Linked DNA regions of Macaca mulatta: region 1 is linked to region 2. Evidence: chromatin contacts called from public Hi-C data. All regions are on one chromosome and are shown on one strand. The core of a region is the stretch at or near the end of the contact, and the rest is flanking DNA. Distances in the headings are between cores, read along the strand shown.

Region 1 (4,118 bases), core at 1,526-4,025, 57 kb before region 2:
GGAAAAGGTGAGCTAAACAGACACATGAATTGGCAGTCCCCACTGTCAGTCCGTCTCATAAGGTCACCTTGCACCCAACAGTGTTGCCACAGTTTTCTGAATAGTCCACATGCCATCAGTCTCCCTTTTCATGCATTGTGCCGAGCACTGCAAGATTCAATTTCCTAAAATTAATTTTCTACATTACCTCCTGCATACACCTCTCCTGATCCCAACTCACATGTTCAACTGCACCGTCATCCCCACTTGGGTCTTCCAGGCCTCTGGACCAAGAGGCTCCGGCACACCCCAAGTCACGGCACCCTCTGAAGCATGGCACCTCTAAGCAGCACCTTATCCTGGATATCCATCGCCACAACGCAACCTACATTTATATCCTATCTATAATCAAGTCCTGAGGGCTCTAGTTTCCAAGTAACTCCTCAATCTGTCCCCTTTCTTCCTCTGCCACCATCATCCTAGGCCAAGCCACTATCATCTCTCAACTGGACAAATGCAAAAGCATCCTAACTGTTCCCACTGATTCCCCACTTCCACCCCACCCCCTGCTGCAAACATTTTTACAACATAGCTAGAAATATCTTTTCTTTTCTTTTTTTTTTTTTTTTTTTTTTGAGACGGAGTCTCACTGTGTCACCCCGGCTGGAGTGCAGTGGCGCCATCTCGGCTCACTGCAAGCTCCGCCTCCCGGGTTCAAGCGAGTCTCCTGCCTCAGCCTCCCGAGTAGCTGGGATTACAGGTGTGTGCCACGACGCCCAGCCAATTTTTGTATTTTTAGTAGAGACGGGGTTTCACCATGTTAGCCAGGATGGTCTCGATCTCCTGACCTCGTGATCCACCCGCCTCGGCCTCCCAAAGTGCTGGGATTACAGGCTTGAGCCACCGCGCGCGGCCTAGAAATATCTTTTCAAAACACAAATTTAATAAAAAACGCTCTTGATTAAAACCCTTCAGTGAGTTTCCATTACTCTAAGAACCAAAGTCCAAAGTCGTAAACAGAGCCTGTAAGGTACTGCACAATCTCGCTCCTGTTCATCTTATCCTCCCCTACACTCCAGGCCCTTTAGTTCCTTGATGGCACCTTATTTCCTCCCACCACGGGGAACCTACACGTGCTCTCTGCTTTGAAACTGTGTCCACTTCCTTGCCTAGTTAATTCCTTGCTTGGAAAGCCTTTCCTGACCCCCAGACCAGCTCAAACTCTACATGGTCTTTTGGACACACTTGCAGCTTTGAGTTTGTATTGTTACATACTCTAAAATCCATGAGGGGTAGGCTGTGTTCACCTTCACCACTGAATCTCCAGCCTATGGTAACACCCGGCATATTTTAAGTGCTCAGTAAGTACCTTAAATAAATTAATCATTTTGCCATTTCATACCTCACTCAAACTCTTCTCAGCAGCACCGCAATCTTTCTTTGGTCTGGCCTTAGCTCACCTGTCCACACTACATTTCATGCTACTACTCACACTGTCTATCTAGATGGCTTTTGCTAGTTCCTTGCACAAGAACAATATTTTTCTCCTAATCTGCACTCAATTATTCAGAGACAGGAACACACACCTTTCTTAAGCCAGTAAACATCCTTCAAGGCTGATCTCAGTTCCCACCTGCTCCATGTAATTCCGCCATTATACTAGCTAGCAGTGCAAAGCATTCTTTAAGTTGAGTTCTATCCAATCTTTTTTTTTTGAGATGGAGTTTCGCTCTGTCACCCAGGCTGGAGTGCAATGGCGTGATCTCGGCTCACTGCAACCTTCGCCTTCCGGGTTCAAGCGATTCTCCCGCCTCAGCCTCCCGAATAGCTGGGATTACAGGAGCCCACTACCACATCTAGCTAATTTTTGTATTTTTAGTAGAGACGGGGTTTCACCATGTTGCTCAGGCTGGTCTCGAACTCTTGAGCTCGGGTAATCCACCCGCCTCGACCTCCCAAAGTGCTAGGATTACAGGCGTGAGTCACCGCGCCCGGCCTCTATCCAGTCTTGAACTGGCCTACTGTCTATTGAAATTTTCCCTCTCTAGGTACACTCTAGCCATCTTCCAGGACATTCACTGAATCCCGTCTTCTCTTCACTCCTTCACCGCAACAGCACTAAGTACAGCATCCTGAACGCGGGCAGGACTTAATGCACATCTGTACCACCTATCAATCAGTCTGACTGTAACCGGAAACGTAGAATGATGTGAGATCTGCCACCTGAGAAGGGCTGCCTTGGGAGCCATACACCTGCACCGCCCGTACAAGCTCTGGTAGGCAAGCTTACCCCCTTCCCCAAGCCGACCCACTGTCCTGCCAGTGTGGGCCACGGTTTCGGGTCCTGAAGGACACACAGTCGGAGGTTGGGGACACCCCAGAACCACAATACCCTCTGTCGTCCTCAACTTTACCCAGAGAAAAGCCTCCTCTGCGAGTGCCTGGCCTCCGGGTCAAGAGGCCCCGGCCCAAGCCGTGCGGCAGAACCCTCCGAATCATGGCCCCTCTGAGACCGGCACCCTCTGAGAGCCGCACAGCTGCCTCGCTATTATCCCAGCCGTCACTGCTCCGCGCCAAACGCCATTCAGACGAGCGCGCCAATTGGCCAGTGGCCCTCAGGGCTCCGCCCCCCCACGCTAAAGGTGGCGGTCTCCCCGTGACCTCTCCGGGAGCCCCGCCCAGGCCCGCTCCCACCCGCCATTGGCTGGCCTTGAGATACGTCAGGCCTGCGCGCCCTCGGGCGGAGATGGGGAGGGCACCCAGCTTTCCGAGCGGAAGTGCGTTGAGCCGGTTTCCGGGGCCGCTGGTGTGACGTGTCCCGCGCTTGGCGCAGCAGGAAGCGGCGGCTATCGCGGCCTGAATTCCCGGCGCCGGCCCCAGCTCCTCTGCCGCTGCCGCCATGCTCGACTTCTTCACCATTTTCTCCAAGGGTGGGCTTGTGCTCTGGTGCTTCCAGGGCGTTAGCGACTCATGCACCGGGCCTGTTAACGCGTTGATTCGTTCCGTGCTGCTGCAGGTACCGCCCCCGTGGGATCAGAACTCCAGGCTCTTCTTTCCTGACCCGATCCATGGTCCCTTCGATTCTATTCCGCGCCTCCTCCCACCCTCCCCGCCCACCTCAAACTGGCCACTCACGCGTAACCCGGGCTCCGCTTCGTTTTCTCGTCCCCTTCAGAGTACCCACAACTTAGTGACGACCCCCACTCCGGCGTCTGGACTCTAGCCGAATTCCGGCGCCTTTGGTATTCCCCTCCGCTCCCTCTATTTATCCCCAGCAGCTTGGTTTTGTTGTTTCGAGGCTAGGTGAAATAACAGATGGGAAAACACCTTTACAAAACTGAATGCTGTATAGCTGCTAATAATCTGATTGTTTATATGACTACTTTCGTTTTGGCTCCTATGTGCCTTGCTGCCTCTCACCTCCTTCCCCCAACTTGGTTATCTTCTTTCATTTCTGGTAGAATGCCAGAGAGAAGTGCCCCAGCATCCTCTTGTCCTGGGGACAGATTTGAGTTTGAGGGAAATGTCTGGCTTTTTCCCAAAGGTAATCCAAACCCAGGGCCCAAACCTGGGTTTTCTGGGGATGGTCTGAACACTGAGACATACTCTTTCTCCAGGAACGGGGAGGTAACAACTCCTTCACCCATGAGGCACTCACACTCAAGTATAAATTGGACAACCAGTTTGAGCTGGTGTTTGTGGTAAGTGGGATGTTGTAGAGGGACGATTACATTGTTAACATAGTCCTGATTATTAAGAGAACTCTGATTAATTGCAGCCAGTGTATATGATGACGTAACTGAAAAAACTAGAAAGGTAGATGGGGGAAAACAGCAGCTACTGGGCCCAGGCAGGGAGCTTGGCTGCCTGTCAGGACAGGGAAACCGGCCAGGTAGCTGAACTATCTCTGAAAGCCAGGGTTGAGTTGGCGTCCCTCCATTCTAGGCTGGCATGTAAGCAGATCTGTTGGCTCTGTTTCTTCCCCTAAACAGGTTGGTTTTCAGAAGATCCTGACACTGACGTATGTAGACAAATTGATAGATGACGTGCACCGGCTGTTTCGGGACAAGTACCGCACGGAGATCCAACAGCAAAGTGCTTTGAGTTTATTAAATGGCACTTTTGATTTCCAAAATGAC
Region 2 (4,073 bases), core at 927-3,426:
TGAAACCCTAGAGCATAAGCTCTGTGTCACTAGCAATGACATTTGAGTTGGTTCTTCGTTTTGTTTCCTGCCACAGAAGGCCAATTCTGCAAGAACAGGTGTAGTCTCTTGAATGCCATACAGTTAGGGTAGAAACAGGTTCTCCCATCCCGGACACAAAACCATAAAAGTCCTGTACCCAAAACAAGTTTCTAATTAATGTAATGATATTAATTTAATTCTGGATGTCAAAATTTCAGGGTCCTTGGAAAAGGGAGCTTCAAGTATCTAAGTAATACGTGATGTTCATCTGTTTAGTGAAATTAGAACCTAGGTCTGGAGCATGGAAGGTAATAATTCTTTTAAGGTCGAATTTCTCAACTTTTATAGATCTCTGTCCTACTGGTAAATGTGCAGGGCGGTGGGGGGAACAGGAGAAATGGATGTTGTTTCTCAATCTCCCTTGGAATTCTTCGCATTTATATCTGAATCGGCATTTACACCTGCCTTATAACAGAAACGTACACAAGGCTTGCTTCTTTCCAACTTTACAAATACATCTGCCTCTACGTTCATTCTTCAGGCCAGTGACAGAAATAAGACAATTCAAAATGTTCAGACACACCTAGCATACATTTATGATGCACTTCAGCCATCTAACAGATATTGTGAGTTTACTATGTGCCAGGTCAGAGGATTTAAAAAAAAAAAAAAAGTCTTCCAGGGACTCACAGATCAACAGCAGCTGCCAAGAGTACATCTTTACCTGCGTAACTCATAATCAATTCAAACTCAAAGGACAGTTACAGTGTAGGGGAAAAGACCAGACCTCATCACTGACCACCTAGGTTGTAACTAGTTTTCCTACTATCAAACCCTTTCCTTTCCCATCTGTCCTGCATTCAACTGCCAGATTCACTTCCAGAATTTCACTTTCAAGGAGTCTCTCTGCCCTACTCAAGAAGCTTCAAAGACTCCCCACTACCTCTAGTTCCAACTCTTCAACTTGTCACCTCTAGTTCAAACTCTTCAACTTGAGTCTTCTATGAGTAGCTCCACCTGATCAACTTTGTTTCTTGTTGGTACGGCTCCCTTCTGCCAAACCCTTTAGGAGGTGTAGAACCCAAATCTAATTCAACTACCTATTCTCTAATAACTCCTCAGGCAGCCTTCACTCCAAGCAGTCTTAAAAAAATTGTTCCCCCATCTTCACAGATCCATTAGTTTTCAGGACATTCTTTCTGAACTCAGCATAAGTTTTTCTCTTAACAAATGGCAGGAACATCCTAAGTTACTTTTAACACTACCATCCCAAGCACATGTTTATCTTCCCAGCCACCCCTGATTGAAATCAGAGGTAGTCACTTGCAGTTCGGGCAAGGGAATCTCAACATCGCATCTCGTGAGAGGGGGTTTAGTGCGGTTGCAAACTGTGGAGGAGAGGAAAAACAAAGGAAACAGGAAAAGTGAAGGTCTGTGCTCCGTACTTTCAGCTTTTTCTTTAGGAGTAGCGAAGGTAGGGAGGAGACTCCAAGCAATGAATTCTTGAGGAAGGACAGAAAAAACACTCACAGTGCTTCCTAAGTAGGAAGTAGGGGCTGGGGGCCCTGGATAAGGGAAGGGGCCGTCATCCTTACGAGAGGTGGACAGGTTACCACGTGAAACAAAGAGGATGGGAGTTGGAAGATGACGGGTGGAGAGGCTACAGAGATCCAGGCATCCAATCAAGAGGGTACCCGACGAGTCCCGCAGGGGACTGGCGGATCACCGGAGATTCGGTGGCTAAGAGGGACGGCGTAGGTGCCTAGGAGGACTCTGGGGCGAGTGTTTATGGGACATCGCCTCTAAGGGGGCGCGGGGGCGGGGAGGAGTTTCTCACTGGGATCGTGTACCAAAAGGAGAAACGTTTTTCGGACCAGTGTTCTTCTTGAACAGAAATCCCGGGGACGCGGAAAACGTTAATGCGTTGAGGCACCGGCATTTCCCAGCCCCAGCCCTGCTTCCCTACACACTCACCGAGTCTCCTCCAAACGCCACTGCTCCAGCTGCAGCTACCGGCCGGCGCAGCCGCACTGAGCGCGCACCTAACCCCCGTGACTCGTCCAGGCCCCACCCCGCACCACGTGACCTGCAGGGTCCACCCACTCCCGCCTCACTCTTGCCGCCCTTCTCCACGTGGTCTTGGCTCGCCCCTCCCTTCCTGGCAAGATGGCGGCGCCCAGGTGGAGGGCGTCGGGCCTCTGGAGCTGGGGAAACGGCCAGGGTTTGGGGAGTCTCTTCAGTCTCGTCTCAAAGCCATTTTGTTCCGCTGCCGCTGCCTCTACGTCCGTAAATGCCCAGAGATTAGCGGAGAGGCTCCGAGCCCAGAAACGGGAACAAGACACGAACAAGAAGCCGGTGAGTCCGAAGGGACCACAACTCCCAAGAGACAGTGCGCTCATTGGTTTCCCGGACCCGGAGTAGGTAGGAGGGTCCTCTGACTGAAAGCGTATGAGTCAATAGCCCGGACGCTAGGTGGGAGAATGGGGAGAAGGTGGAGGGGAAGGGTCAGTAAGGGTACGGTGTTTTCCCGTGAGCTGGGTCTTTGGCTACTGTCAGGTTCGGTCCTACCCACTGCGTGGGTACGCAGGTTAGACAAACTGGTACCCCTGGTACCCCTGCTCTCAGATTACTCGAGGAAAGCGCGGGTCTGATGCAAAGATAGTCATTCCCCACTCAGATTCTCACCCAGAGCTTTGTGTAAGGACTTCTCCACCGCTTCCGCACCAGGCATTCCCCACAGCTCCTTCTTTCTCCCTAGGTGTCCACAAACCCTGTTCAGCGGAGAGTGCAAGAAATAGTGCGGTTCACACGGCAGCTGCAGCGAGTCCACCCCAACGTGCTTGCTAAGGCACTGACCCGAGGAATTCTCCACCAGGACAATAACCTTGTGGTCATCAATAAGCCCTACGGTCTCCCTGTGCATGGTAAGGACCACGCGGGAATGGGAGAGGGATCTGTGGCTGCTTTCTGCTACAACCGAGGAAAACTGAGACGTTACTTGTGGTGCACTCTAAAGCCTTGCGTTCAAATTAATTAAACCTTTTTAGACTACCGTCCAATATAAGGAACCACCGAGGACACAGAAATAAATAAGACAGTCCTCCCCTTCTAAACATCTGACAGTAAGCAGCAATTCGTGGAATACGCTGTGTGCAGACCACAGGGATCACTGTAGAGATATACAAAGGCTGTGTGGTTCTAGACTAAAGGTTATCTTCCATCAAAACTGGGAATGAGAAAATGATACATAAGAAAAAAGGGTGTGTGTGTGTGTATGTGGGAGTATATGTAACGTACAACCCCAGAGTAACTGGAATTTAGTGGACGCTCAAATGTCTTTCAACAAATGTTGCATGTAGTTGTCAGGGACAGCTGAGGTGAATCAGGAAAGATTGATTTAAAAAATGCATTTGCGAAAGAATTTTGCAGAGGGAAAAGGCCCGTTTTAGCTAGAAGAAGGTATTGCTTTTCGGGGAGATATGGAGATAGTCGTTCATAAAGACAAGGAACTAAATCAGACATTGCCAAGTGTTTGTATAATTTTTTTCTCTCTTTATTTTCACAACAGTTTTTTGCCTCCCCATTCCCCAATGAAGTTGTTTTCCAGATATTTACATTTTATAATGAGAAAGCAAAGTTGGAAAGAGAAGTAATGTGTCCAAGGTCAAAAAAATGGCTAGTAAGAAGAGGAGACTAGAACCCCAGGAATGTCTAACCCCGAAGCCTATCCTCCTAATCACTCATATTTAATGCTTCTCGAAGGCCTCATGGTTTTGCAAAGTATGTCTGAGAGGAAAGCCACATGCTCTAGAATGGTGCTTCTCAAACTTTATTATGCTTCTGAATCATTTGGACAGCTTGTAAAATGCAGATTCTGACTGAGTAGTCTAGGTTGGGAGCCTGAGATTCATTTCTAATAAGCTCCCTAGACATGCCATTGTTGCTAGTCTCTGGACCACACTTCAGTAGTAATGCTTTAGAAAATATTGACAGTTTATCCATTAAGGGCTTTTCTCCCAAGAAGAGTTCTTTGGTGAGATCTTTTCCTGGCC

What was found. A called contact is a pair of places that touch in the nucleus more often than the background predicts.
Region 1: a contact with region 2 is called in a Hi-C map of liver, with 3 times the contacts expected there. The contact joins the promoter of SRPRA here to the promoter of RPUSD4 in region 2. A contact is called at or near these places in 3 of 14 Hi-C or Micro-C datasets (cortical neurons, fetal cortex germinal zone and liver).

What each region holds. Positions count from the first base shown.
Region 1 is chr14:126,665,916-126,670,033 of T2T-MMU8v2.0, reverse strand. SRPRA (SRP receptor subunit alpha) reads left to right here and starts at 2,775. Exons shown (of 14, transcript NM_001266746.1): 1 at 2,775-2,995; 2 at 3,597-3,680; 3 at 3,972-4,118. The coding sequence starts at 2,879. FOXRED1 (FAD dependent oxidoreductase domain containing 1) reads right to left here and starts at 2,529. Exons shown (of 10, transcript XM_077964638.1): 1 at 2,394-2,529.
Region 2 is chr14:126,608,464-126,612,536 of T2T-MMU8v2.0, reverse strand. RPUSD4 (RNA pseudouridine synthase D4) reads left to right here and starts at 2,176. Exons shown (of 8, transcript XM_077964639.1): 1 at 2,176-2,376; 2 at 2,780-2,945. The coding sequence starts at 2,188. It also overlaps a transcript of FAM118B not described here.